Linked DNA regions of Mus musculus: regions 2, 3 and 4 are each linked to region 1. A link is a contact called in public Hi-C, HiCAR-type and HiChIP or PLAC-seq data. All regions are on one chromosome and are shown on one strand. The core of a region is the stretch at or near the end of the contact, and the rest is flanking DNA. Distances in the headings are between cores, read along the strand shown. Region 1 holds the start of Gm51961 (a long non-coding RNA gene). Region 2 holds the start of Tnfaip2 (tumor necrosis factor, alpha-induced protein 2). Region 3 has its middle 11 kb from the start of Gm40578. Region 4 overlaps Ppp1r13b (protein phosphatase 1, regulatory subunit 13B).

Region 1 (6,550 bases), core at 2,236-4,735:
TCTATCCTGGAGATATCCTAGACCTGTCTGCCCCTCCCCCAGCCCACACTCTCAACAGCCCAGCCTTTTGTGTCATGAGAGTCAGGTGGTACCTGCTGTTGTCCTCTTCTGTGGATGACATAGTGACTGTGCAGCTTTTCCTTAAGGACTTTGGGGTGTAAGTTTCTCGGATCCCAGTGAACTTCACTGAGGCAGCCCCTTGTCCTATTCTGCCCAACATGAACTTCAGAAATTCTTTACCTAGCTTTACCCAAGCGTGTTTCTGTAAGACTCCAGTAGGTTTCCCCTGGCTGCACTGTGGCCCCGGCCCTCCATAGCCTCATTGACATTGCCCACACATCCAGATACCTCTGCCTACCTACTCTCATGTGCCATGTACAAGTGTCAGGCTGCGCCGGGCGTGGTGGCACACACCTTTAATTCCAGCACTTGGGAGGCAGAGGCAGGTGAATTTCTGAGTTCGAGGCCAGCCTGATCTACAGAGTGAGTTCCAGGACAGCCAGGGCTATACAGAGAAACCCTGTCTCGAAAAACCAAAACAAACAAGCAAACAAACAAGTGTCAGGCTGCATGGTCAGTTTCCAGGATCTTGCCCCTTGATGAGTCCTAAGCACCTCAGCTAGAGCCTTATGTTCTGAGCCTCCTTGATCTAGGAACAAAGGTGACCTCAGACCTACAGCAATGTCTTTCGCCATTTGGACTGATGTCCTAAGAGAACAGGTCTGTACCTTTAAGTTGAGCTCCGTCTCTCCTGGCTTTGGCAGTACCAAGGTGTGCACTCACAGTAGGACTTTACACCAGATCCTCCTGGGCCCAGGACATCCACCTGCTTAGCTGACCCAATCTATGCTTACAGAGGGACAGCTTCCCGCTTCCTCTCCAGACACGGCTAGGAGGCTGTGTGCTCCAGCAGTGTCCATTCCAAGAAACTATTGACCAGTCGGATTCAGTCAGGTTGCCTGTGTGTGTGTGTGTGTGTGTGTGTGTGTGTGTGTGTGTGTGTGTACATTTGTGTATGGTTGTGTGTGGAAGTCAAAGGATGGTCTGTGAGGACTGGCTCTCTCCTCCCACTGTGTGGGTCTTAGAGACTGACTCAGGCTGCCAGGTTTGGTTGCAAGTGTCTACCTGCTAAGCAATTTCATTGGCTCCAAAAAAATATTAGCGTGAGAAATCTTGGTTCCCTCCGTGGTTTAGCTGCAGGGAAACTCATATCCCATTGCTGTCCATCTACTGGAAGTATACAGTGTTTTACCCCATCTATTATGTCCTATCTTTCCTGGGTCTTGCCCTTCCGGAGTAGCCTCGGGAGCGGGTATAGTCACAGGACTTTGGAAGCCAGGTCCATACTTCCACTTGGGCGTGCTGCCAATACCTAGTTCATCCTGGCCTATCCCTGTGAGAGGTGCCGCCTGAACCGATGTGCCCCTCCTGCACAAGTGTTTGCTTCTGAGAGCTTCTTAGGTCACAGGGTGAATCTCACGCCAGGCAGCAGGAAAAGCCACAGCCTCGTTCACTGTTGGCATGAAGCATCCACCGAAGTACTCACATGTCCCACCCAGAAACCCTCTGCCAGGCCCAGGAACCCACACCAGCTCTACTAACTAACCATCAGAAGGCTTAAGCCTGGCAGCCTCTGTGGAAAGACCTGGAATTCCTCAAACGAGCTTTCCTAGTCTGTGTTTCTCCAGACAGTAAGCAGTTATTAACTTATGAGAGACCCATTGCTCCTGAGGCTGTTGTCACTCAGAACTGCTTGGTCGTTCAGTCTGGAGAGAAGCACCTTGGAGCCCCTCAGACACTTCTCAGGATTGCTATCTGCTGCTGGCTCCATCTTGCAAAGGCACTGGGGACCCTGTAGAGAGCCTGCATGCTCTGCCATGCAAGGACCTCATAGTCCCAAGGTGAACAAACCAGCTGGTCTTTTGCTTGGGTTTTTGAGACAGAGCCTTAGCCAGAGACGTGTTGGTGCACACCTTTAAACTCAGCACCCAGGAGGCAGACACGGATGGATTCAAGGCCAGCCTAGTCTACAGAGTTCCAGGATAGCCATGGAGAAAACTTTGTCTCAAAAAAGTCAAACCTAGAGGGGTCTGGTATATCTCAGACCCTCAGGACTCTGCCTCCCAAATAATATTCTCCACCATGTTGTGTCCACGTGCTTTCTTTCATAAGGCATCTACCGGGAAACTTGAAATTAATTGTTTTGTTTTGTTTTGCCTCTGCCTCCTAATCGCTGGGATTAAAGGTGTGCGCCACAGCTGCCACCGCCGCTGCCCAACCTGAAGTAGATTGATTCCTGAGTGTTGAAAGCCAACTTTCTCAGGGTGCTTATGGTGTTTGTGGGAGGATATAGTGGCTGAGGGTTGCCTCAGAATAACCTGGGTGCAGGGTGACATGGGGGTTGGTAGAGACATAGCAAGCCAGGCCCTGACCTGATGCTGGGCAGGTCTGGGAAGGCAAGAGCAGCTCCTTAGGCGCTTCCCTCCCCTGTGGCTCCTGTGTGGTAATCACTCCCAGCAATCCCTGCTCCAAGCCTCACTCTCATCAGGAGTCCCTCTAGTTGGTGAACTCCAGGATCTCCAGTCCTTCATCACTGGGACCACAGCAAAGCTTGGGGTGGCCCTGTCCCCAGCACAGGTCACCATGTTCATCCATCTTCCTCTCCTCCAAGTAAGTCAGGATCAAACATCAAAGCATCCTAGCCTTGCAGAGTAGAGCCTGCAGAAGGGACCTGGAGCTACCCTTCACCCACATTGGCCTCTCTGGTCAATGCTGGAGGCTCTGGTCCCTCTTAGAACCTCTGTGGCCCATCTGCCAACTTCAGGTCTGGTCTGTCCCTCCTGAAAGAATGTGTTTATGTGGGGGGGCTCCCTATGGAGACTAGACTGGCTGGAACCTACAGTCTTCTCTGCCTCTGAGCACTGAATGCAGGCAAGAGCTGTGCCCTGCCAGAAGCCCACTTTCTGCATTCTGATTTGTGCACTGGGGAACTCTCCCATCCCCTGCCTTTCTCTGAGCATCCTGACCAGCCCGTGTACCTGTCAGACTAATTTGGCACTTGGCAGTCTCTCTCAACCCCACTTTAAGGCATCTATGCAGCCACATCCTGTTTCAGTGTTGTGTTTGCCCAGAGTGAGGGTGTCAATGGGGTCACGGGGAAGCAGGAATGTGGTGAGATTTCTGAAGACTGTGTGCAGTTACCACAGGAAGTAGTACTGTGCAAGGAGCCAACCCCTGGTGGGAAGCAAGGGCCTGGCAGCCTGCTGGGTCAGCCTCTTGTCACACTGATCACTGGCCACTCTGAGCTACAGCACACACACACACACACACACACACACACACACACACACACACACACACACACACACGGGGTAAATAAGCATCCTCCCCCAATCTGGCTTCTTCAGAAAGCCTGGGCCTGCTGAGGTCCTGGCCTTGCTGAGGAATGCAGGCACCCATTGTGGGTGGTAGGGCCAGCTGTGGGGTGGAGACAGTGGGGGCGACAGAGGCTCGTTGCTAAGTTACAGGAGCAGTGGACATTCAGGGCACTAGGCAACAAGGAAGGGGACGGACATTTGGGGAGGGAGATGGAGCACCAGTGTCTCCTTGTCCCTGCCTTCCTGCTTCTGCTATGGATTCTGCAGGAAATCAGGCAACTGGCTGTGGGCCCTTCAATGCTAAATGTGGCCACTGGCCAGCCCCTCACCAGGACTCTTGCAGCCTGTCTGGGGGTGACCAACTTGCCCTACCCACTACCTCGACTTCTGCCTTTGTGTCTAGCCACTCTGGACTTTCTCGTGCACTCCTGCGTCTGCACCCTCAGAGAGGGGAGCATGGAGGACACCCTGAGTCCAGGATCTGACCTGTGTGTGGGCCCATGCCTCCATCAGGCCTTCCACAGGGGCTCCCTGTTGTGCATGGTTATCCTTTTTTTGTTTTGGTTTGGTTTGGTTTTGGGTTTTTTTGAGACAGGTTTTCTCTGTATAGATCTGGCTGTCTTGGAACTCACTTTGTAGACCAGGCTGGCCTTAAACTCAGAAATCTGCCTGCCTCTGCCTCCCGAGTGCTGGGATTAAAGGCGTACGCCACTACGCCAGGCTGTGCATGGTTATCCTTAGAAACAAGCAACCGCCACACCCTGCACCCTGCAAAATGACTGCCCCAGCTGGGATTGTTGACTGTTACTCCTGGAAGGGCAGCGAGAATCAGGAGCCCCTTATCTGAGTAGCCATCTGCCTTAATTGGCCTCAGGAGCGGCTTTAGTATATAGATCAGGGACGCGGGAGAGGGCCTCCTTGCTCCTGCTGGGAAAGGCTTTCCAGTTACACCCTGTTGGGAGAGGAGCGCTCACATCCCTGTAAGGGGCCCTCACCCGTGTTCTGTAAGGAAGCCGATAAACTTCGTGGTTCCCTAGAGTGAACTTTGGCAGAGTCGTGGCGTGATTTGTCTGTCATTAGGACCGAAAGAGAAGGGGACGATGTTGAGTCTCTCCTCGGGAAGGAATTTCAGCAACAGCCCTACCTGACTGAGCCCAGAAGCCCAGACCAAGGCAGCCCCAATACTCCTGGCTCCTGCTGGCTCCTGCCTGAGACAAAGGTGTAGGGCGCTGTTATGGTCTGTGCCTCACCTCATCCTGTGGCTGTCTGGCTGTCATCCCTGCCTATGGCAGTTTCTGAGTTTCTAGGTCTGGTCACCAGACCTTTACCATGGAAGCTCCACCAAGACCCTGCAAGGCCCCAGCCCACAAAACACACACCCTCAGAGCTACCAGGCTCTGCCCTGGGATATCAGGTCTCAAAGTCCCCCGCCCCCTCATCCTGTCTCTTTAGAAAGTGCCTGCATGTTCCATCTGGGGCTGGGGTGTAATGGGCACCCAATGCATGTACCGTAGCGCCTGGCGGGCTCTATCCATTGAAGTGTATTCTGGGGGACACCCCTTCCCTGATATATGTGAACAGCTCTTGCTACTTCCTTGTCCCTGTTGTTGTGGCCATCCTGAGCTGGCCCCTAGCCCGGGTCTTCTGTGAAGCCCCAGAGAAGGTTTTGCCTGTGGACAGTGTAGAAGCAGTGATGTTGAAAATGGCAGTTCCTCTCAGCTTTAGGCTGCTGGGCCCATATATAACTCTGAGTCCTCTTCCGGGTAAACGGGTAAACGCAGGAGTTCCCCGATTGTGCTCCTAGGGATCCTTGAGAACTGCACAAGGAAACCCCAAAGGCCCGACTCTCCTGCCACTCAGACATGCGCACACCACAGGTATGCGTCAGTGCTCCAGGGCCGGAGCTCTGGTTTCTGGGTCACTGCCCAAGAGCCCACTCTGGCCAGGAGACAAGTTGCCCCAATAACCTCAGGCTCGCCCCCTAAGTACCCCTGGAGTTTTCCTGTTTGTACTGATGGACAGATAGCTGCACGAGTGCCCTGACCAGGCCTCTGGCCTAGCCTGGCCTCTGGGTGGAGCCTACACCAGCAGGTGCTGTTACTTGATCAGGAGCAGCCTAGGGGATGGGGTGCTATCTGCCCCTCCCCCACTTGGTGAACTTAACAGAGAGGAAGCCTGGGCCCCTCCAAGGCTGAGCTGGGGCCTTGCAGGGTCTCTCCTAGACCAGGAGCTGAGGACAAAGCGGCAGCTGCCAGCGGGGTGGGGTGGGGGCCCACAGCCTTTGTGCTTGTGGGGCCCCTCCTGGTGACCTCACCATCTACCAGAGAAGGGCCCTTTCTTCCCAAAGGCAGCCCTTGGGAATCCGCCTGGGGACAAAGCCGCTGCCAAGTGGGGGACCAGCGAGTGGCTGGCCCTCCTCATGGCATAAATTAAGGGGGGGTAGAGGAGGGCAGTTGCAGCTGGCGCCTGTGAAGGGCACACATCCCCCCACTCCCACAGAGCAGAGGGATACTACCCACCCTCCATTCATCTGCGCATCCTGTTCAGAGCCGGCTCCTGGGTGCTAGCCAGGCACAAGGGCTGGACAGTGATGATGGTTTTTTTTGGGGGGGCTCTCAGGTTTGGGGAGAACTGGGACTTGTGGGTCACAGCTGCCATCCAGACTTGAGCAGATTGGAGAGAGCCTGTCACATGACCATGAGGAGCTACGGCAACTTGGGGCCACACGCAGTCCTCTGGGGGTTGCGGGAAGTCGTCAGAAAAATGTTTGCTTTTCTGTGTGTAGTGTCCAGTGACACCACTGTCCTTCACATGAGGCCAAGGGTTTCCTGTCTCCAGGGCGCTTCACAAAGCTCCCTCACAACTTGCTGGCCCTCAGCCCTGTCTGCCGCACTCTGCTGAAGACCCCACGGGATGGGGGGGGGGGGGAACAGACAGCATGTAGGACTTGCCGGGTTCCAGAAATCATCCTACCACCCTGAGCTGAGCCCAGGTCTGGGACCCGAGCACACTGAGTCAGAGAGTGGAAGTCAAGGGCGTGAAGGGCCCTGTCTAGTGAGCAGGAAGCTCCCATCGTGCTGACATCCTCGTGGGGGTGGGGTGGGGAGTGGGGGTTGGGGAAGGATGCTGCATTCACCCAGAACTACCCAAAGCCCTGAGATGAGATTTCTGGG
Region 2 (6,550 bases), core at 1,410-3,909, 250 kb before region 1:
ACCCACTCACTGGATCCATGGAACAGACATAGCCATGGAATGGGGTACCAGGAATGCAGGGATACAAGGGAATGGGCAGTGGTTGTGTAATGGAGACAAACAGTGTGTTTAGTTTTACAGGGGAAAAAGTTGTGTGGAGCTGGAGAGGCGGTTCAGTCGTTAAGAGCACTGGCTGAACTTGCAGAGCACCCGAATTTAGTTCCCAGAACCCGTATTGAGCAGCCTCACAACTGCCTGTAACTCCAGCTCCAGGGGATCCAACGCCCTCTTGTGGACTACCAAGCACCTGCACTCACATGCAGATACACCATGTGGGGAAAAAAAGTTCTGTGGATGGGGGTGGTTGCAGCTGTACCTCAGTGTTGGTGCACTTAGCTAGAACGCCCAAAACTGTTAAAACGGTAACTCACTATTATGCATATATTATAATTTAAAAAATAAAAAGAGAGCCTGTAGCCGGGCAGTGGTGGCGCACGCCTTTAATCCCAGCACTTGGGAGGCAGAGACAGGTGGATTTCTGAGTTCGAGGCCAGCCTGGTCTACAGAGTTAGTTCCAGGACAGCCAAGGCTACACAGAGAAACCCTGTCTTGAAAACCAAACAGAGAGAGAGAGAGAGAGAGAGAGAGAGAGAGAGAGAGAGAGAGAGAGCCTGTGATGGTGCATGCCTGTCATCCTGGCACTCAGGCTCTTGTCCAGGTGCTGGCCAGCAGAGCTTCTGTGCTGGGCTAGGAACCTTTGCCAGCCTACTCCTGGCTGCTGCACCAACTCTCAGGTGCCAGAGTCGGGGCTGGGATAGCAGTTTACCAGGTAAGCTGATCCAATGTTTCTATCCTGTGGGATCCATTTCTTGGCTGGATTGGGGCGGGGGTGTGGGGGGGACTATGAAAAATAGTTAAACTATCGCTGACCCCGAGAATCAACCGATCTTTGGCCCTCAGCTATCCAAATAGCCCTGTTTTCAAATTTCCTTTGTGTTGGGAAATTCACAGAGGACCTTTGACCCTCATCCTAAACTCTGACATGCAAGATGGGTGGCATTGGCTTCTACTGACTATGCTCTGAGCAAGCTGCTGTGGGCACCATGGGGCAAGAATGGAAGTCCAACATCTGTCCCACAGAGCCCATAGGCTCTGAACAGATGTGGGTTCTTGAAAGCCTGACTCCTCTGTCCCTCAATCCTACCTGTGGAGTTTCCCAACCATTTCCTTATCTGTTTGAAATCTGGAGCTGGATCAATAGAGCGGAGGCTGGATACTCTGGGGAGGTCATACGATGTGTCGAGAGGCCGCTAGGAGGTAGAAGGCTGGAAGTAGAAGGCCTGGGTTCTCATCCTCTTTCTATATTTGGATGGGATTGTGGGTACAGTCCTAGGGTCTTTGTCTTCCCTTGTGGAGCAGAGGCAACACCCAGCTTGGACCCTGGAGGCTCAATAGAAATATCACCCATTAGGACCTCAGGGAGAAGAGGAAGCGTGCGGTTTGAGTTTTGAGACAGGCTCTCATTGCGTAGCCCTGGCTACCTGGAACTTGCTCTGTAGACCAGGATGGCCTCAAACTCAGAGATCTGTCTGCTCTGCCTCCCAAGTGCTGAGATTGAATGTGTGCACCACTCCCGCCCGGCAGCCTTCTGTTCTTGCCTCCTACAACCTACCATGGTATAGGATGGAGGAGAGTCTTCTTAAACCTGGCACTTGGCCACTGCTCCCCAGGAGGAAGAGGAAGTTCTGGGTTTCCAGGGACAACCCCTTAACATAACCCACCCACTCAGCTGCCCTTCCCTCTTTCCTCAAAGCTCTGTGCTTAGACAGGCAGGGAAAGAAGAGAGGGCCCAAACAAAAGATGGGGAGGAGCCGAGCTCCAAGTAGAGGCAAAAAAGAAGCTGGTGTCTAGCAGGGAAATTCCTGAGTGAGCCCATCTTCCAGAGGGCAGAAATTCCCCTTTCTACACTAGCCTACAACCCCACCTTCCCCAAGGTGGGAAGACCCCCGAGAAAAGACCCCCGAGAAAAGGCCCGCAGAAGGGAGTGCTGAGGATCACCCCCAGCCCCATCCTGGAAAATCTTGTCACTGGGAGCCCTGGAGAAGGAGGCTCAGGTGAGGGCTGTCTGTCATTTCTGTGTAACCTCAGGATAATGATGAAGATGGGCCCCATCACTCAAGGCTTGGTGATGAGAGGTTTTGAGAGGTCCCACTACCAGTCGTGTGCCCAGCTGCCTTAGGACACCTCCTCCGGGAAGCTTTCCTTCCAGACTTTCAAGGACACAGGGGTGCTCAGAGCGGTAACAACACTTGGCAGAGGCGTTGAGATGGAAGAGGGCACTCCCCAGACCTAAGTAGGTGCTGACTGTGTGACGCGGGACAGAGGCTTTGTGCGTGCGCCCCTGCTAGGTAGCCAATCAGAGACCGTGGTGCGACAACAGCTCTCCGCTAAGCGGAACTCGTGGCTCCCTGTGCACGCACATCAAGACCACTCTTTCCAGGCTATTGGGAACAGCAAAGTGACCCCGCCCCTCTCTCTACCGGCCCGGCCCCGCCCCCAACACTGGACTCGCCGGGCCGAGGCGTCCGCCAGCGGATTTTCCGCGGTTGCGGTTGGTGGAGCAGGCAGAGTCTGGGCGGAGCCTGCGACTATTTTAGGAGGGCCCCTCCAGGGTCGGGACTAAGGCGTCCTGTCCTGGACACAGTAAGTGACCTCTGCCGCTGTGCCTCTGTCCCTGCCGCTCTACGTAGCTTCCCTTCCAGTCCTGACACAGAGTGTCGGACAGGATTCGCCGGGGGAATGGCCCTGAGTGGCCAAGGGGACGCGGGCGGGATATTTCGAGGTCCCTTGACCTCCAGCATACGCACTGCTAGGGACTTACAGGCGTTACTCTGAGCCCCTCACACCAGGGTCCGGAATCCCCGCGCGCAGCGAAAGTTTCTTAAGTGTTGTAGGGACTGGGACAAAAGTGAGGGAGTCTCGGGTTTACAAAAGGAAGGTCCCAGCACCCGCGGGACTCCCTGTCCGGATGATCTCTTGTGGGGCAAGAGTCAGTAAGTTAGTTGCAAGATCAGTGAGGTTCTCTGTGGTGTCTAGAATTGAGGGAGGTGACACCATCCAGCCACCAGATGCAGCCCTCCCATGTGTCTCTGAGACCCCTTCGTGCCTCTGCGGGCCCGGCTTGGTGATGCTTTAAACAGCATCTCATTACTCCTGCTGCCTTTCCCCTCTGCAGTCAGGGATACAGGGGAACTTGCTTTCTAAGGCCCACCCAGTGCCAGGCTTCTGATTTTGCCACATCCTCTGAGCAGCACTGAGAAAGGAGTGAGGGGAGGGCTCGTTCTCATTTTACAAACGGGAAAACCGAGACATACTGAGGAAGAATGTTGTTTAGCCCTAATCCTGGTGAGAAGTGTAGCTGAGCCCGCAGATGCTCCTCCCTTTTATACCAATAGCCTCTGACACTGAAGGGCAACTGGGGCCAGACATTCAGGTCAGCAGCTCCATCAGCCAGGCCAGCCCTTATGGGTGTTTGCCATGCGAGTGGGATAGGTTGGCACAGGCTTTAAAAACTGCCTGGCCCTATCTCAGGCCTCATGAGGTTAACGAGAGAGAGGGCTCTCTCTGCTCAGGGCACCTGGTGAGGATGATAAGAGCTGGGGTAGAGGAGCCCAGGCTTTCTGTCCAATCAGGGTGCTTTACCCATGCCCCAGTTATGAGATAAGCCCCTCAGGAATCTATCCCGAACCTGGGCAGTTGAGCTGGTGGAGGCGGAGATGGTGTGGGAAAGGGCCCTTAAAGTGTGTTGTGTTTGGGCAAGCACCTCCCCTCCGCAGTTTCCGGGGTTCTCCTTCGTGATGGTGGGTCTTCCCACTTGCCTTACCGGGAGCTGTTCCTGGATCACGCCAGGTCATTTTGAAGAAATGAAGCTACAGCTTGGGGTTTTTATCCTTGAAGGATGGGGCAGGGAAGCCACCTCCTGGTAATGGGTCACACCGTTTACCAGAAAGGCCCTCCTCCTGCCTGCTCCCTCCCTCCAGGCTAGCCCTGCTTCCTCGGGTGGTCTTCCTTGCTCTGACAATCCACACACACAGTCAGGGATGTGGAGGCCTGAGAAAAGCCAGTCCTTTGAGGGAGATGTTCTCTGGCCTCCAAGCTCAAGCTAGTGACCACAAGATTATTTTAAGCTAAATAACATACTTGCTGGGGAGAGATGGGATGGGATGGGCACCCGGGAAGGGAGGGGAAACAGAAGGCCTTGGGAAATTGCATCACCCCATTTGGAAACAAGCAGGGTAGGCTGCAAAGCGGGTAGTGTGGGTTCCACACTCAAGCTGCTGTGTGACTTCAGGAAGGCCTGTGCTTTGCTCACGAGTAAAAGGTTACCTGGGGTCGTTTGCCCAGGGTCTGAAGTCTGACCCCCTAATCCTAAAGCAGCGTACTACAAGGGACAGGCTCAGTTCCTCTTGTGGTCCCAGGACAACAGCTGTATCTTTGCTTGTGGTAGATTTCTGTGATCCCAAAACTAAATAAAGACCCGTGAAAGGGGGCAGAGGGAGGGGGTGCTGGTCTCAGGAGGAAAGGTGCTAGACTCTGTGACCACTGCATGGCTGTGAACTCTTAGACCTGTTCTTGCTGTCCCAAGGGGTATCATCCTGTCCTGTCTCCGCCCCCAGAGTCTGGTGGAGTCAGAGAAGGTGCAGAGGCTGCCCCTCAACCTGGAAGCTCTGGAGCCTCCAGTCTCTTCCTTGCCTAGGGAGACAAGCTTTGAGTACTACATACAGTTCTGGTGGGCACGGTGTGGGGAGGGTTGGGGACCAGGAGTTGAGGGGTCCTGGTGTTTTTACTGGAGAAAACAGAGGGGACACTGTTGGGCTGTGAGCAGCTGTGCATTTAGGTCCATACATTGTGGCCTTTGGTGTCTTCATTTCCCATCTCCAACCTGCAGGCCTGAGCCAGGGTGATGCTGAAGATGGTGACTTTCTTCCAAGGGTTTCCTGGCCAGCAGTCTGTGCCAGGGACCCTGAACTTCGCTGTAAGCCCCCAAAAGCCACGCTCTACATCCGAGGCTGAATCAGAGACCTCCATGTCTGAGGCGTCCTCTGAGGACCTGATGCCATCCCCGGAGGCTCCCGATGGGGAGGAGGAGTCTGCGAAGAAGAAGGAGAAGAAGTCCAAAGGACTGGCCAACATGTTCAGTGTCTTCACCAAAGGGAAAAAGAAAAAAAAGGACCAGCCCAGATTATCAGATCTGGAAGTGCAGCCCAAGCCCAGGCCCGAGTTAGATGGTCCACTGCCCACAGGTAGGCTGTGGCCGCAGCTGGGGCTGGAACGGAAGGAAGGGGTTGGTCCAGGTTTGGGCAGTGTAGGGGGACTCATAAGCCAGGACAGCCAAGCGAGCCACCAGTCTGGGAGAGGGGGTTCTCTGCTGCGGTCCTGAATGGGACATTGGCCTCGTCCCTGGACCACAGCCTCCTCTTGTCCCTGCGGGTGTGTGTCGGCCTGACTCGGGTTTCTGGGTTTCAGTGGAGGAGCTCAAGGAGGCCCTGGAGCACGGGCGGCTGGAGGTGGCCTGGCAGGTGCTGGCGTTGGAGAGGCAGCTCGAGGCTGCGGCAGCGGCGGGTGGCATGAGCAACGAGGAGCTGGTGTGGCGGCAGAGCAAGGTGGAGGCTCTGTACGTGCTGCTTTGCGACCAGGTGCTCGGGGTACTGCGGCGGCCGCTGGAGGCGGCGCCCGAGCGGCTGAGCCAGGCGCTAGCCGTGGTGTCGCAGGAGGAGCTCGAGGACCGGCGGGCGTCCGGGGGACCCTTGGCGGCGGCACTGGAGGCCACGCGCCCGCGGCGATGGCTGCAGCGGTGGAGGGGCGTCGTGGCGGAGGTGGCAGCGGAACGTCTGGACGCGCAGCCGGCCACAGCGCCCGAGGGCCGCTCGGAGGCGGAGAGCAGGTTCCTGCACATGGGTCGCACCATGAAGGAGGACCTGGAGGTGGTGGTGGAGAGGCTGAAGCCGCTGTTCCCCGACGAGTTCAACGTCGTGCGCACCTACGCCGAAAGCTACCACTACCACTTCGCCAGCCACCTGTGCGCCTTGGCGCAGTTCGAGTTGTGTGAAAGGGATACCTACTTGCTGCTGCTCTGGGTGCAGAACCTCTACCCCAAGTGAGCAATGCCAGTGGGAGTGGGTGGGATATGTCCCCTCTGCAGGGAGCGGTGCTGAGACACCAGAGCCAGACACTTGAGCTGAAAGCCAACCGGTGCTGGGGTGAAGGGAGAGAGTTGGGAACTGTACCCAGCAGGTTGGCTTTGCGCTTCTATTTCCCGGACCTTTCCCGTTCTGCTGTTGGAGAAAAGAATGAACAGAAAATGGACCCTGTTATTCGTTCTCTAGGACCCCGCCCCCCAGCAGAACAGGGATGAAATCGAGTAGGAGGAGCTGTGACAGAGACATGGAGACACAGGGGAGGCCAGAGCACAGGGCTTGAGAAGAGTCCTGGTCTGGGGGAGTCAGGCAGTATTTTATGTGTTGAGTCAGTCCACATTTTCACGGGTGTACAGTCAGGCAGGGAAGGCACA
Region 3 (6,550 bases), core at 2,609-5,108, 180 kb before region 1:
ATTGGATTTGATTCTTCTGTCTTGGTTTTAAGAAGATTTGGGACTACAGGAACTCCAGGGCTCAATGACAAGCCAGGCCAAGGAAAGGTGACCTTGACAACCAAAGGACTCAGTGCAACTGTTTACTGTGCTCCTGTGAATGTCCAGCACAATTCCAAAACAAACCGTTTTCTTTCCGCACAACAGGATGATTTTGGGGTGTTGCTGGCTAGGCAAGCTCATCCCATCAGTAAGCTCTAAATTTAGTGAGGGATACTGTATCAGAAAGAAAGAAAGAAAGAAAGAAAGAAAGAAAGAAAGAAAGAAAGAAAGAAAGAAAGAAAGAAAGGAAGGAAGGAAGGAAGGAAGGAAGGAAGGAAGGAAGGAAGGAAGGAAGGAAGGAAGGAAGGAAGGAAGGAAGGAAGGAAGGAAGAAAGAAAGAAAGAAAGAAAGAAAGAAAGAAAGAAAGAAAGAAAGAAAGAAAGAAAGAAAGAAAGAAAGAAAGAAAGAAAGAAAGAAAGAAAGAAAGAAAGAAAACAAAAGACTAAGTCAGCGCTGGGAAGTCACACACCTAGGAATGTGAACTTGTGGGTCTCCCCACACACAGCACCCCATTCCCCCACTCCCACATAGCATGAGTTTACACCATTCACCAGCCTTGGCCCCTCACAGCCTTCTTCACCGCCTCCCACCAAGGAAAGGATGCCCAGTAAGGCCCACAATGAGCTAAGCCGTTCTCGCTCTGAGCCCCTTCCTTGACGTCAGCCTCCAGGAGGAGAGCAACCTCCAGGAGTTCTGAGATCAAGGCTCCGACCTGAGGCAGCAGTACCGCTGGCTTTGCTTCTCCCTTTAGGTGGCCCTGACTGAGGCCTGGCCCTGGAGAAGCGTGGTGAGATCTGCCTCGGGCCCTTCTAGAGCCACCAGCTAGCTCTGCACCCAGCTAAGAGCAATGTGCAATAAGCAAGGAGCCCCAAGTGATTCTTCCCACCTGAGAAGTCTCTGCCGAAGAACAGATGTGCATCCATACACCTCACCATACACACAGAAGGGCCCAAGGCAGTGCCCCTCTAAAGCTTTCTCAAAGGCGTGTGGCCCACTGTAAGATGTACACTTTACAATATCGCTCAAGAATCACGTGTACACACTCTCACGTCAGAAGACACTGAGGCCTTGAGGACAGTAGCAGACAGGGGTCTGAGGTCACACAACTGGGCCTCTTACCAGGCACAACAGCACAGTGACATCCTATGAATAGGGCCAATTTTCTGGAAGGAAGATATTGGGAGCCAAGCAACCCTCCCCACCTAGACCTCTGGGGGGGTCCCCTCTTGCAGGTCAGTTGGAAATTTGGAAATCTAGCACCCAGGCTCAGTCTCTATTCCTTATCCAGGAAGGAAGACACACTGGGCTGAAGAAACTTCCACAGGGGATGAAGGCCTTGACTCGTGAGTGAGCTTATGGGGTGCAGACAGAGCACAGAGCTGTACATGTTGGTCAAGTAACCTGTGTGGCATGTAACTGTCACAGAAGTCCCCCTACATGCCACACCTTACCGTGGCCTTTTTTTTTTTTTTTTTTTTTTTTTTTTGGTTTTTCGAGACAGGGTTTCTCTGTATAGCTCTGGCTGTCCTGGAACTCACTTTGTAGACCAGGCTGGCCTCGAACTCAGAAATCTGCCTGCCTCTGCCTCCTGAGTACTGGGATTAAAGGCGTGTGCCACCACGCCCGGCTTACCGTGGCCTTTTTCTCTATATCCTCTGGCGATGGCAATGCTTAGAACATGCCACTCTGAGAGGTCAATAACAGCATTACAGAGAGGGCAAATACCAAGCCTCATATGGGTGTGCATAACTAAAAACCCGGCACTTGGGAGGTAGAGGAAGGGCAGTCAAGAGTTCAAGGCCAGCTTGGGCAACATAGTTTAGCAACCACAGCAACCACGTGCCGGGAAGCCAAGAGCTGTCTTTGGAGCTCAGTGGTAGATGCTTGCCTCGGGCTGAGGCTGGAACAAACAAGGGATAATGCTGCCTGTAATGCCTGCTGTAATCTGAGCTCTCAGGAGCAAAAGCAGAAGAAGCATCCGGAGTTGAAGGACAACCTGGGCTTCATAGAGAGACCTTGTCTTAGCGCCTGAGAAAAAGTGGGCTGGGGCTGTAACTCAGGTGATAGTGCTCAGCAAGCATGTGTGCGTCCCTGGGTTGGGTCGTATAGACTAGGTTTGTCTGCACACTGTAATCCCGATATTAGAGAGGGTGACAGGAAGGTCAGGAAGTTGAAGGTCACCCTCAGCTACATAGTGAATTTGAGGCCAGCCTGGGCTACATGAGACTCTACCTCAAAAACAAAAAATAAATAAATAAACAATATAACTCACCAAAAAGTAAAATTAAAAAGCAGATATCAAAAGCCTAAATTTGGGCTGGTGAGATGGCTCAGCAGGTAAGAGCACCCGACTGCTCTTCCAAAGGTCCTGAGTTCAAATCCCAGCAACCACATGGTGGCTCACAACCATCCGTAATGAGATCTGACTCCCTCTTCTGGTATGTCTGAAGACAGCTACAGTGTACTTACATATAATAAATAAATAAATCTTAAAAAAAAAAAAAAGCCTAAATTTAGCCGGGCGTGGTGGCGCACGCCTTTAATCCCAACACTCAGGAGGCAGAGGCAGGTGGAGCTCTGAGTTCAAGGCCAGCCTGGGCTCCAGGGCGAGTTCTAGGATGGCCAGAATGACACAGAGAAACCCTGTCTTGAAAATACAAAAAAAAAAAAAAAAAAAAAAAAAAGAAAAAAAAAAAAGAAAGAAAGAAAGAAAGGAAGGAAGAAAGAGGCTAAGCTTGTGACCCAATCCTTCTCCAGGCCTACCCCTGCCACCGAACACACCCCTGACAACCCTCCTCAAACATTACCCACTGACTGCTGCTGGGGCTATGAACTTCTTTGAGGAACAGCTGACCCAAATTCCCGACTTGACAGAGGACATCTCCCGGGCAGTTGGGGAAGTGTGGGGATGAATTTAAATGTTACTCTCTGAAGCAGTAAGGCTGGATAGCAAGGTCAGGCTGCTTTTCCCAAGGGCGGGGGGTTGGGTGAGGAGATCGGTGCCAACATTCTCCAAAGGCCACAGCCCCAAGCTGGCAGTACCCAGTCAGCTCATGGCCTCTCCTTCAAGCTCCAGGCCATCTGCAGAAGGATGTATGCTTTAAACCTTAATTATCCTGCATTTTATACAGTCCCCGTGACCTGATTTTTTTTCTATCCTCAGAGACCTGCAAGGTAGAAGGAGAATTTTCTGTTTTAATCATAACACTCATCAAATGAGGGCATGACCCTTAAGCAAAAGACAGACACATCAGGAAGTAGGAAGGAGGCTGTGACAGACATAACAGCCAAGGTCACTGTCCCCTTGGCCTTTCATCTACCACCGCAGAAACGGGAACACAGACAGGCCCAGGCCAGTCAAATCTAAGGGTGTGTGTTGGCATGAGTTTCACCTCCCTCCTCTCGAGTTCCAGGGAATGTAAATGGTCCAGGAAATCCACACTTCCCACAGCCAGTGACCTAGTGTGGCAAGAATACTAAGGCTGGCAGCCGTGAGGAGTCACGATGGTCAATCCTGTTCCCATAATTTATTGGTGGCCTGGTTGAGGCCGCTTGACCTCCTGAGGATACTGCCAACCTTTTATCCTTCTTTGGAAGCTGACCTAGTCTCCCTCCCTAGGGAAAGCAGACCTTGACCTGCAGGCATAGTCTGGGTTCAACCACCCACCCCACTGAACAAGCCTGGCAGAGTAGCTGATGTCTCCAAGTGTGTGCAAAGCCAAGTACCCAGCCCACACAGGGCAGGACTAGTCTAAAGGACATGGAGCATGGACTGTGTTCCACACTGTACTGGCTGCAGTGGAATGCTAGGACCAGGCGACTAAGCAGAGCAGGCAGGGTGAGGGGAGATACTAGCAACCCACAAATAACAATAGGAAAGAGGGCGACCGGAGAAAGGAACCGAGCAAGAAAGCTCAGCCTCGGAAAACACAGCAGGAAATTCAGAATGCAATAAATAAAGGGCCGACTGGGCACAGCAAGGCACACATCAGCAGATGGGAGGATCGCAGGGAGGAAGCCTCCTAGGAACAGGAGGACTAAGACAGGAAGAGGAGGAGGAGGAGGAGGAGGACTACGAAGACAGAAACTGAAACTGAAAGTGCCAGATGCAAGAGATGGAGAGAGAAGGGCAGCGCCAACCAGACATGGTGACCCAGGTTGTCCTCAGAGGGGCATGGTGTGATAGAGGAGCTTGAGGCCAGCTTGACCTACATGTGGCCCCATCTCACAAGAAGACATAGGGAGTGCTAGGAAAGGTGGTAGGGAAGGCACACAAGCCCCAGGCAGCCATGATGGCGTGCACCTCTCATCCTGGCTGGCATTTGGGAGACACTGCTTTGAATAGAGGCTTTCTCTCAATCCTTTTGGGTTTTTAGATGTGTGTGTGTGTGTGTGTGTGTGTGTGTGTGTGTGTGTGTGTGTGTGTGTGTGTGTGTGTGTGATATGTGAAAATTCCCTCCAAAGCCAGAAGAGGGCAGTGCATCCTTTGGAGCTGGAGTTAAGAGGCAGCTGGGAGCCTAATATGGGTGCTAAGAACTGGACTTGGGTCCTCTGGAAGAGCAGCAAGTGCTTAACCACTGAGCCACTGCTCCAAGCGTCTACCAATCACTAAGGTAAAGATTTTATGTTGTAATATTTGTTGTTGTTGTTGTTTATTTTTGGTTTGGTTTGGTTTGTTTTGTTTTGAGACAAGATCTCACAAAGTAGACCAGGCTGGCCTCCCATGTGCTGGGATAAAAGTTGTAAGCCACCACAGCCAGCATTGAAAAAAAAAAAAAAAAAAAAAAAAAAGAAAAAAAAATTTAAAGCCATCCAAATGAGTTTACACTAAGGCCAGCCTAGGTTAGGTAAGACCTGATCTTGAAATAAACAAATAAATGAATGAATGAATGAATGAATGAAGTTGACTTATATAATATGACTGGAGTCCAACAATGGCTCTCTGTGCTCTGGAGAGGCGGAGGACCCAGAACCTTCTTAACCTGGGAAGTTGGGAGCCTCAGAGCTCCCACAGAGGTGCTTAAAGCCTAGAGAATTTAGTCCCTGGAGAGCGGCTGGTTTTGAGTCCACTTTGGACCACTGAAGAAGCTGGAGTCTGGAGTCAGCAGGTGTCGGTCACTCCAGCCAATCAGGAAGCAGCAAAGGGAGGTACCCTCAGCACTGCTTCTCCTTAGAACTCATTATCTGGGCCACTGGCTGGAAGATGCCACCCATATTCGTTATGGGACTGTCCTCGGTCACTGTCCTTCAGGGTACTCCTCTCTGGAATCAGTCCCCCTCAGACATACAGGGGAGTTTCACTAATGCTAGGTGCCTGTTAGCTCAGCCAAGCTGACAGACTAACCATCATACCCACAAACTAAACTGAAGAAATAGAAAAACCCTGACCAAGGCCAAAAAGAGAAACATCTAGGTGTTACTGAGAAGCTGAGGCAATGAGGGAAAAGGAAGGCTGTGGTAGGCGTCTCTCTTGCTCTACATGGGTTATCCCACGGGTGTTAAACACCAGAAGACCAGGAAGAACGACAGAAAAGAGTTGGACATGATGGTTCACATCTGCAATCCCAGAACTCAGGAGACAGAGACAGATGGATGTCTGAATTCAAGGCCAGCCAGGGCTATGTTAGCCTCAAAACAAACAAAAAAGAAGCCCACTGTGGTAATACAGGCCTTTAATCCCAGCATCCCAAGAAGCAGAGGCAGGTGAATCTCTGTGAGTTGCTGGTCAGTCTGATCTACACAGAGCTCTAGAACAGCCAGGGCTATGTAGGGAGACCCTGTCTCAAAAACAAAACAAACCAAATTAAAAAAAATATATAGAAAAGGTGGAACAAACTGCTCTAACAGTTAATGTGGTAGAGAAGTGGAAATATTTCAATAATTGCAGTAGTAGACTAAGCCACAGACAGACGCAGACACACTGAGTGTTTTAACCTCCCGCTGCAGTAACACTACTGGCCACAGACACACATGAAGAACACTAAAGGATGCGTACGGGGGAGTGAACAGTTCTGAGTCAGCAAGAAGCAGGTGCTAAGCAGAGGAGGAAGTGACAGCTCAAGGAGACCTTGGCAGAGTTTGATTAGGGACAGATGCAACTCACCCAAGATGATGCAGTCATTTAAAATCAGTATGTGCCCAGGGTTACAGCCTCACAGATACACGAATATCAAGAGGCCCCAAGGACGCAGCCATCACTTAGTGGGAAGTTGTTGGTTTTGTTATTTGTTTTCTGATCCTGGTCTTGTTATACAATTCTGGCTTGGAAGTCATCATGTGGCCACAGAATGGCTTTGAACTTCAAGAAATCTTCCTGCCTCATCCTCTGGAATGTGAGAATTATGGGTGTGAGCCACTCACTCTACCTGGCTTAGATTCCAACATGTCATACTACAGTGGCTTCGTTATGTGGTGCTGTGGTTCAAACCCATGGCTTTGTACATGCTAAGCAAACATTCAGCACTCGGCT
Region 4 (6,550 bases), core at 1,337-3,836, 160 kb after region 1:
TAACTGCACACCCTCTGGGGACTCTGATGCAGCTAACTGCACCACAGCTTACTTTGGAACCTTGCTCTACTTCTGCTGGATTAAAAACACCACAAGAGGGCATTGGATTCCATTCCATTCCACATGGTTGTGAGCCACCACGTGGTTGCTGGGATTTGAACTCAAGACCTCTGGAAGAGCAGTCAGTGCTCTTAACCACTGAGCCACCTCACCAGCCCTCTGTTGTATTTTTAATACAACTGCTTTTTTGTTTATATTTCTTTCTCTAAAACAACCTGTGAAATCTCAGCAGAAGTTTAAAAGTTACCTTCACTAAACATCTGTGTTAAGTGTCTGCAAAGCTAAAACAAACAACATAGGATTGGTTTAAAAAGAATAAGTTCAGAAATTCTACATTTGACCAGTAATCCCAACAGCCTCTGAGTAATTCTTTTTTTTTTAAAGATTTCTTATTATATGTAAGTACACTGTAGTTACCTTCAGACCCACTAGAAGAGGGTATCAGATCTCATTACAGATGGTTGTGAGCCACCATGTGGTTGCTGGGATTTGAACTCAGGCCCTTCAGAAGAACAGTCGGTGCTCTTAACCACTGAGCCAGCTCTCTAGTCCTGAGTAATTCTTTAAATTGTACATTTTATACATTTTTTTTCTGTATGGATAGTTCACAACAAAAAAGAAACAAAAAGAGGAGCTGAAGAGATGGCTCAGAAATTGTAAACACTTGTTCTTGCAGAAGACCTGGATTTAGTTCCCAACACTCACATGGTGGCTCACAACTGTCTATAACTCTGGGTCCAGAGGATCTGATGCCCTCTTCTGGCCTCCATGAGTACTGACATTCATGCATGCAAAACACTCATTCACATAAAACAAGCAAACAAATATGTAACGAGAGAAAATGTGAGCTAGCCAGTGCCAGGCACGGTGAGGATACCTATAATCCCAGCAGGCAGACCTCTATGAGTCATTCTAGGATATCCAGGGCCACAGAAAAGACCCTGCTGCAAAAACCCAGTGAATGTTGATTCTAATGAGAACCATAAGCAAAGTACCAGCAAGTGACTGTTTCCAAGATCATAGCTGATAGGACACCCAGAGCTACACTCATGGTAACCATCTAAATACAAGATCAAACATATTTATTTTAAATTTCTAATTAGTTTATTTTATGCATATGGGTGTTTTTCCATTCGAAAAGCTTCACTGAGCAAAGAGAACAATCACCAGAAGGCAGAGCCTTGGGCAACAAAAGGAACACAAAGCTCGCATCTGCCCTCAGGCTTTGCCTGTCTTGGCTATGGCCTCTAGCAGCTGCTGCAGCCACTCACACACAAGTCTGCACAGAGACTGGCTTCTCTCTCAGGAGCAGGATGTGGTTTATATGGCAGACTGACATAAACTGTTCCAAGTTGCCAAGTGCTCTGCAGATTACAGCATCCACATCCCACCCAGCAATGCGTTCGGATTCCTGCCTCTCCTCTCCACACCAGATCAAGCTTGCTATGTGTACCTTTTAGCATCGGATGTTCAAATGATTTTGTTTGTATTTTCCTGAACATTAATGATGTTGAACCCAATTCCATGTGCTTAACCAGGCATTCATGGATCTCCCTTGGTGAACCCATGCCCAATTCTTAAAAACTGGGTTATTTCCCCTAACCAAGAAGTTATTTACAATTGATACCCACTGGCTAAGGAAAATCAGTTTTCTCTCACTGGGTATATCAACAGCTCTACAGGGCAGGTCATGCTCCAAACACAAAATAAATGCCACTTTTTTTTTTTTTTTGGTGAACTTTATGTTGCACTTTGGCATTTTTGTCTTATTATTTTTTGTTTGTTTTGTGGGTTTTTCCCCCATTTGTTAAGAGAGAGGTTTAAGAGAGAGAATACAAAGTTAGGTGGGTAGGATCTGGGAGGAGCTGGGGAGGAGAAATACATGATAAAAATGTATAAAAAATTTTAAATAAAAACACGAATAAAACTTACTGAGTTTTCAGAGTTCTTTATCTTTAGTGATAAGTAATTAGCATAGGTTAATTGTCAAGCATATGAGTCTCAAGTATTTCCTCCTGGACTTTGTCTTTTTTTCCATTACAAATATTAAGACTACCTGATATGTACTAAACAACCAAACAGACAAATAGCTGTTTGAATATAGCTGAAGACAAATTCATTGGCTGAAAAATGTCTCTATTAAAGAATGCAGAATACAACACAAAGCAAAAGACATTTAAGAGCCAGGAAGAACAAAACAAGACCGGTAGCTAATCAAGATCCAACAGGAAAAAGGGAATGGAATGTCTATAGGGACCTTTGTAGAATTATTAATAGATGCTGATCCTCAGAATCAATAAGTCTGACAAAGTCAGAATAAAGTTAGATGGCCTCACTCATAAACAGGGGACTACTTATTCCTAATTTCCCTATACCCCAAATCCACTGAATGAACGCAGAGAGCTTCCTGAGATCATGCAATACCCATACAAAGCAGTGTAAGAGGAGACGACACTGTACAGGAAGGAGCAGCTGGGGGCCAGATGCACTGAGCAAAGCCTGAGCCGGAGGTGACCCTGGACGGCATCCCAGGCAGAGGTGTGGCAAGAACTGCTGGCAAGGAGAAGAAATAACAGCTATCCACCCACAGCAAGGATCGCAGACTAAGCAAAAGCTGCTTCAGAAGCAGGTGCATCCTGGCCTGACCCCACCTCTGTGTTGCTGCTAGAGTAGCGAACGTAGTTTCCTAGACAGCTGTTACCTGACATGCAATAACCACGTCCTCAGTACCACACGGAAAACGAACACTGAGTGACCTCATTAGTAACTGTTTCCAAAAGTCAATCTTGACTTTTATATTCAGCTGATCAAGTGTCAGGCAATTTAGGTGAAAGGACAGTGTGTTTTATCAAATGATAAAACAATGCAAAAGAGTGGATTTGGGATTCTACCTTATACCATACCCAAAATTAGCTCAAAATAGACCATGGCCTAAATATGGGCTACACTTGTACCAGTTACAAGAAACAGAATCAACTGGCCTTGTGGGAGTGGCTTTTTCAGCAAAGCTGGACTAAGGACAGCCAGGACTCTAGCAAGGATCATGCTTTTCCATGCACTGTGTCCTTTCAGAGTAGTGAGTCACGCTGATGAGCACTCGTACTCAATCAAAGAACCCATGATCCTTAGAGCAGCACACAAGGCACACAGAGTAACCAAGTCTTTATAGCAGTCACCCACCACCGAGACCAGCCTGTCCCACTGACTTGCAGGCTGTAGAGCAGCTAATGGGTGTGACTCACGTCCAGCATACTGTCTTACTCCAAACACACCCTTTCTCCCTCAAGCTGATACCTGATCTCTTTCTTGTCTCAGCTCACAGCAGAACATTAAAGATACAACTGCTCCATCCGGAACCCAGAAATTGTGGGGAAGATATTTCTAACATCTTGTTAATTTAAAAATGCATGTATACGTGCTTTGGAGACAATGAAGTGCTTCACCGGGCAGTGCATCACAGGGTTAAAAGGCAGGGATGCATGCTATAAAGCTGCTGGTACAGTCACAGTCACATAGGAATGTCTTAGATCCCATGACATACAAACCATCTTTGATGTGATGCTTGCAGCAATGTAAGTCTGAGATCTCGACAGGATCTCAGACTTTCTTCTAACTACAAGCTCTTTAAAAGGAACAAACACACTTTTTAAGAAGTTATTTTATTTTATGTGTCTGTCTCGTCTGCCTGTATGTCTGTGCATCACATGAATGCAGTTGCCCCAGAAGCCAGAGAGAGTGGTGGATGCCCTGGAACTGGAGTCACAGATGGTTGTCAGCCTCCATGTGGGTGGTGGGAATTGAACCTGGATACTATGGAAAAGCTGTCAGTGTTCTTAGCTGCTGAGCCATTTCTCCAGCTCCATAAACACATTTTTAATTTTAATTTCACGTCTAAATTTTTTTCTCTTAATATAAACAATTTTATCAAGGAAGAAAACATCACAGACCTATAAATACTAGCCTTCTCCCTTTATTACACATTAAGAATATTATTCCATCTACCATTCATTTTCATTACCATCCCTGAAGCTCAGATCATGGTGTATCTTAGAACTCAAAAGGATTTTCAACAGGTAAGGACACTAGCCCCCAAGACTGACAGCCAGCCTGAGTTCAATCCTGAAATACACATGGTTGTTGCCTTCACATACACTTATAGCGCGCGCGCACACACACACACACACACACACACACACACACACACACACACACACACACACAAACACACACACAGACAAAGGATTTTCAAAACTATGCTGTTAATTTTGAATTCTTACTGTGATGTATGCCCTGTGTCCTGGAGGTTATGTTGCTGGTACAGGAACAGTCACATAAAGAATGTTTTAGATCCCACTACATTTACATAACCACAAATTCCACCGAGCATCTATCTATCCATCCAGTTATCCATCTATTTTGAGTCAGTCTCACTGTATAGCCCAAGGTATCTTAGAGCTTCACTACGTAGCCAAGGATGAGCTTGAACTCAAGCAATCTGCCCTCTACTTCCCAGGTGCTTAAATAAAGGCATGTGCTGCTACATCGAGCTGTGTCAGGAAATCTCAGAGTGAGAGATGCCAGATGTGATACAGACGGCAATACCAGCGCTCGGGAGGTGGAGACAGGAGGAGCAGGAGGTGAAGATCACTCTTGGTTACATGGCAAGCTTGAGGTACACCTGGGGTACAGTGAGGCCTTGTCACAAAAGTAGGGTAAGTGAGAGAGAGACAAAGAGAGAGAGAGACACAGAGAGAGAGACAGAGACAGAGAGTTAAGAGACACAGAGAAAGACAGACAAACAGACAAACAGACAGACAGACACACACACACACACAGACTGACTTCCTGAAACAGTTAAGAGGTCTCTGCATAACTCCTCCAGATTTAGAATGAAAAATTTGTCAGATGAGGACTGTGAAATGATCATTAGAGACTGGAGTGTAAGGAACAGGAACACCTTAACGGCAGTACATCTATGAGTGGCAAAAGGAAATGAGACACTGAAACCAAATGGAAAAAATGATGGGGCATGGAAGATGGCTTGGTGTGAGACCTAAGTCTGAACCCTCAGACCCACCCAAAAGCTAGCCTCCGCAGAGCTTAGCTGTGACCCCTGGGCTGTCTACAGAGAGGTAAGAGGCAGCAACAAGAGGACCCTGGGAAGCTAGCAGGCTGCTCTGCTGTGTGCAGAGAGGACAACAAACAGTAAAGGCCAACACCTACAGCATCTTTTGATCTGTCCTCAAATCAATGCTTCTATGTACATGTGCACACACCATGTATTTACACCACGTTTTCTAATAACAAACTAGAACTCTGTCTCTGTGATTGTCTGAGTGAGTATGACTCCCCCATAGCCTCACTTATTTGAATGCTTGGTCCCTAGCTGGTGAATGTTTTGGGAAGGATTAGGAGGTGTGGTCTTGTGGAAGGAGGTGTGGCCTTGTTAGAGAAGTATGTCACTGGGGGTGGGCTTTAGGGTTTCAAAAGCCACTGCTAGGTGCAGTCTTATTCTCTGCCTCTAATTTGTGGAATCAGGAAGCAAGCTCTTAGCTTGTGCTCCAGCCACATGCCTCTCTGCTGCGCCCGCGCTCCCTACCTTGATGGCCATGGACATCCTCTACAATTGTAAATACTTTATTTGAAGTATTGCCTTCATTATGATGTCTCTTCACAACAGCAAAGCAGCTAAGACAGGTTCTATGGTAGCTATCTATAAAACTTAACAATTATTACTGAGTTATTTCCTCGCTCCCTCTCTCCTCACCTCTGTCTTTGTCTCGAACTCACAGGGAGCCACCTGTTTCTGCTTCTCAACAGCTGTATCTAAAGAGGTGTACCACCATGGCTGCCTTCTCTCTCTCAAGACAGGCTCTCATCTATCTCAGATGGCTTTGCACTCCCAGTACAGTCAAGGGTGATCTTGAACTACTAACCCTCCTGTCTTTCCCTCCTTCCTGCTGAAGTTGTAGGCTTGTATTGTAGTAGAGATGGAACCCAGAACTTCATACATCCTAGGCTAATACTCTTAACAACTGAATTATAGCCTAGAACACTCTGTAGACAAAATCTAAAATCATATCTACTTAGAGTTAGATATAAGTATATATAAATATTGTCAATCTTGACACGATAAGCTATATACGGCTTAAAATTTAGAAAGAGGGAGACGAGGAAGGAGTAGGAGGCTAGCATCCTTCTTTTACAAAGATGATCATCATGTGATTCAAAGAAGTTCAAAGAAGCAGAGATTTGGGTCTGGAGCAATGGCTCATCAATTAAGAGCACTTGCTGCTCTTTTGCATCCCAGTACTCACATGACAGCTAACAACTGTCTGAAACTTCAGTTTCAGGGGATCCAGAGCTCTCGTTTGGTTTCCATGGGCCCTGCTTATGCACATGGTGTACATATATACATACATACATGCAGGCAAATCACATACATAACATTAACAGTTTCAGGAGGATGAAGAGCAGCAGCTCTAATCTG

The links. A called contact is a pair of places that touch in the nucleus more often than the background predicts. HiCAR-type assays count read pairs that join an accessible place to other places. HiChIP or PLAC-seq counts read pairs in DNA pulled down with a chosen protein or histone mark.
Region 2: a contact with region 1 is called in a FOXA1 HiChIP or PLAC-seq map of pancreatic cancer cells. The contact joins the promoter of Tnfaip2 here to the enhancer-like site in region 1. A contact is called at or near these places in 1 of 39 promoter capture datasets (hippocampal neurons), 2 of 484 Hi-C or Micro-C datasets (the G1E-ER4 cell line and myocytes) and 3 of 115 datasets of contacts at active chromatin or transcription factors (T-cell acute lymphoblastic leukemia, pancreatic cancer cells and stem cell-derived neural progenitor cells).
Region 3: a contact with region 1 is called in a HiCAR-type map of astrocytes, with 4 times the contacts expected there. The contact joins two enhancer-like sites. A contact is called at or near these places in 1 of 39 promoter capture datasets (hematopoietic stem and progenitor cells), 1 of 15 datasets of contacts at CTCF or cohesin (large pre-B cells) and 2 of 115 datasets of contacts at active chromatin or transcription factors (astrocytes and embryonic stem cells).
Region 4: a contact with region 1 is called in a Hi-C map of double positive thymocytes, with 3 times the contacts expected there. The contact joins two enhancer-like sites. A contact is called at or near these places in 1 of 39 promoter capture datasets (liver), 1 of 484 Hi-C or Micro-C datasets (double positive thymocytes), 1 of 115 datasets of contacts at active chromatin or transcription factors (double positive thymocytes) and 2 of 9 other capture datasets (liver and pancreatic islet).

What each region holds. Positions count from the first base shown.
Region 1 is chr12:111,688,271-111,694,820 of GRCm38.p6, forward strand. It overlaps Gm51961 (a long non-coding RNA gene), which reads left to right and starts at 6,482. Exons shown (of 2, transcript XR_003950154.1): 1 at 6,482-6,550. RefSeq lists an enhancer at 3,701-6,550. Within about 2 kb of position 3,486, at least 131 of the 459 cell types and tissues checked have an H3K27ac peak or open chromatin away from gene starts, as enhancers often do. A contact at or near this core is called in T-cell acute lymphoblastic leukemia, astrocytes, double positive thymocytes and 3 more, where this site is marked.
Region 2 is chr12:111,440,002-111,446,551 of GRCm38.p6, forward strand. It overlaps Tnfaip2 (tumor necrosis factor, alpha-induced protein 2), which reads left to right and starts at 2,660. Exons shown (of 12, transcript NM_009396.2): 1 at 2,660-2,682; 2 at 4,928-5,282; 3 at 5,506-6,136. The coding sequence starts at 4,943.
Region 3 is chr12:111,510,888-111,517,437 of GRCm38.p6, forward strand. No RefSeq gene overlaps it. Among named protein-coding and RNA genes, the nearest start is that of Gm40578, 11 kb to the left of the region's middle. Within about 2 kb of position 3,859, at least 60 of the 459 cell types and tissues checked have an H3K27ac peak or open chromatin away from gene starts, as enhancers often do. A contact at or near this core is called in astrocytes, where this site is marked.
Region 4 is chr12:111,850,600-111,857,149 of GRCm38.p6, forward strand. All of the region lies in intron 4 of Ppp1r13b (protein phosphatase 1, regulatory subunit 13B), which reads right to left. Among named protein-coding and RNA genes, the nearest start is that of Zfyve21, 40 kb to the left of the region's middle. Within about 2 kb of position 2,587, at least 61 of the 459 cell types and tissues checked have an H3K27ac peak or open chromatin away from gene starts, as enhancers often do. A contact at or near this core is called in double positive thymocytes, where this site is marked.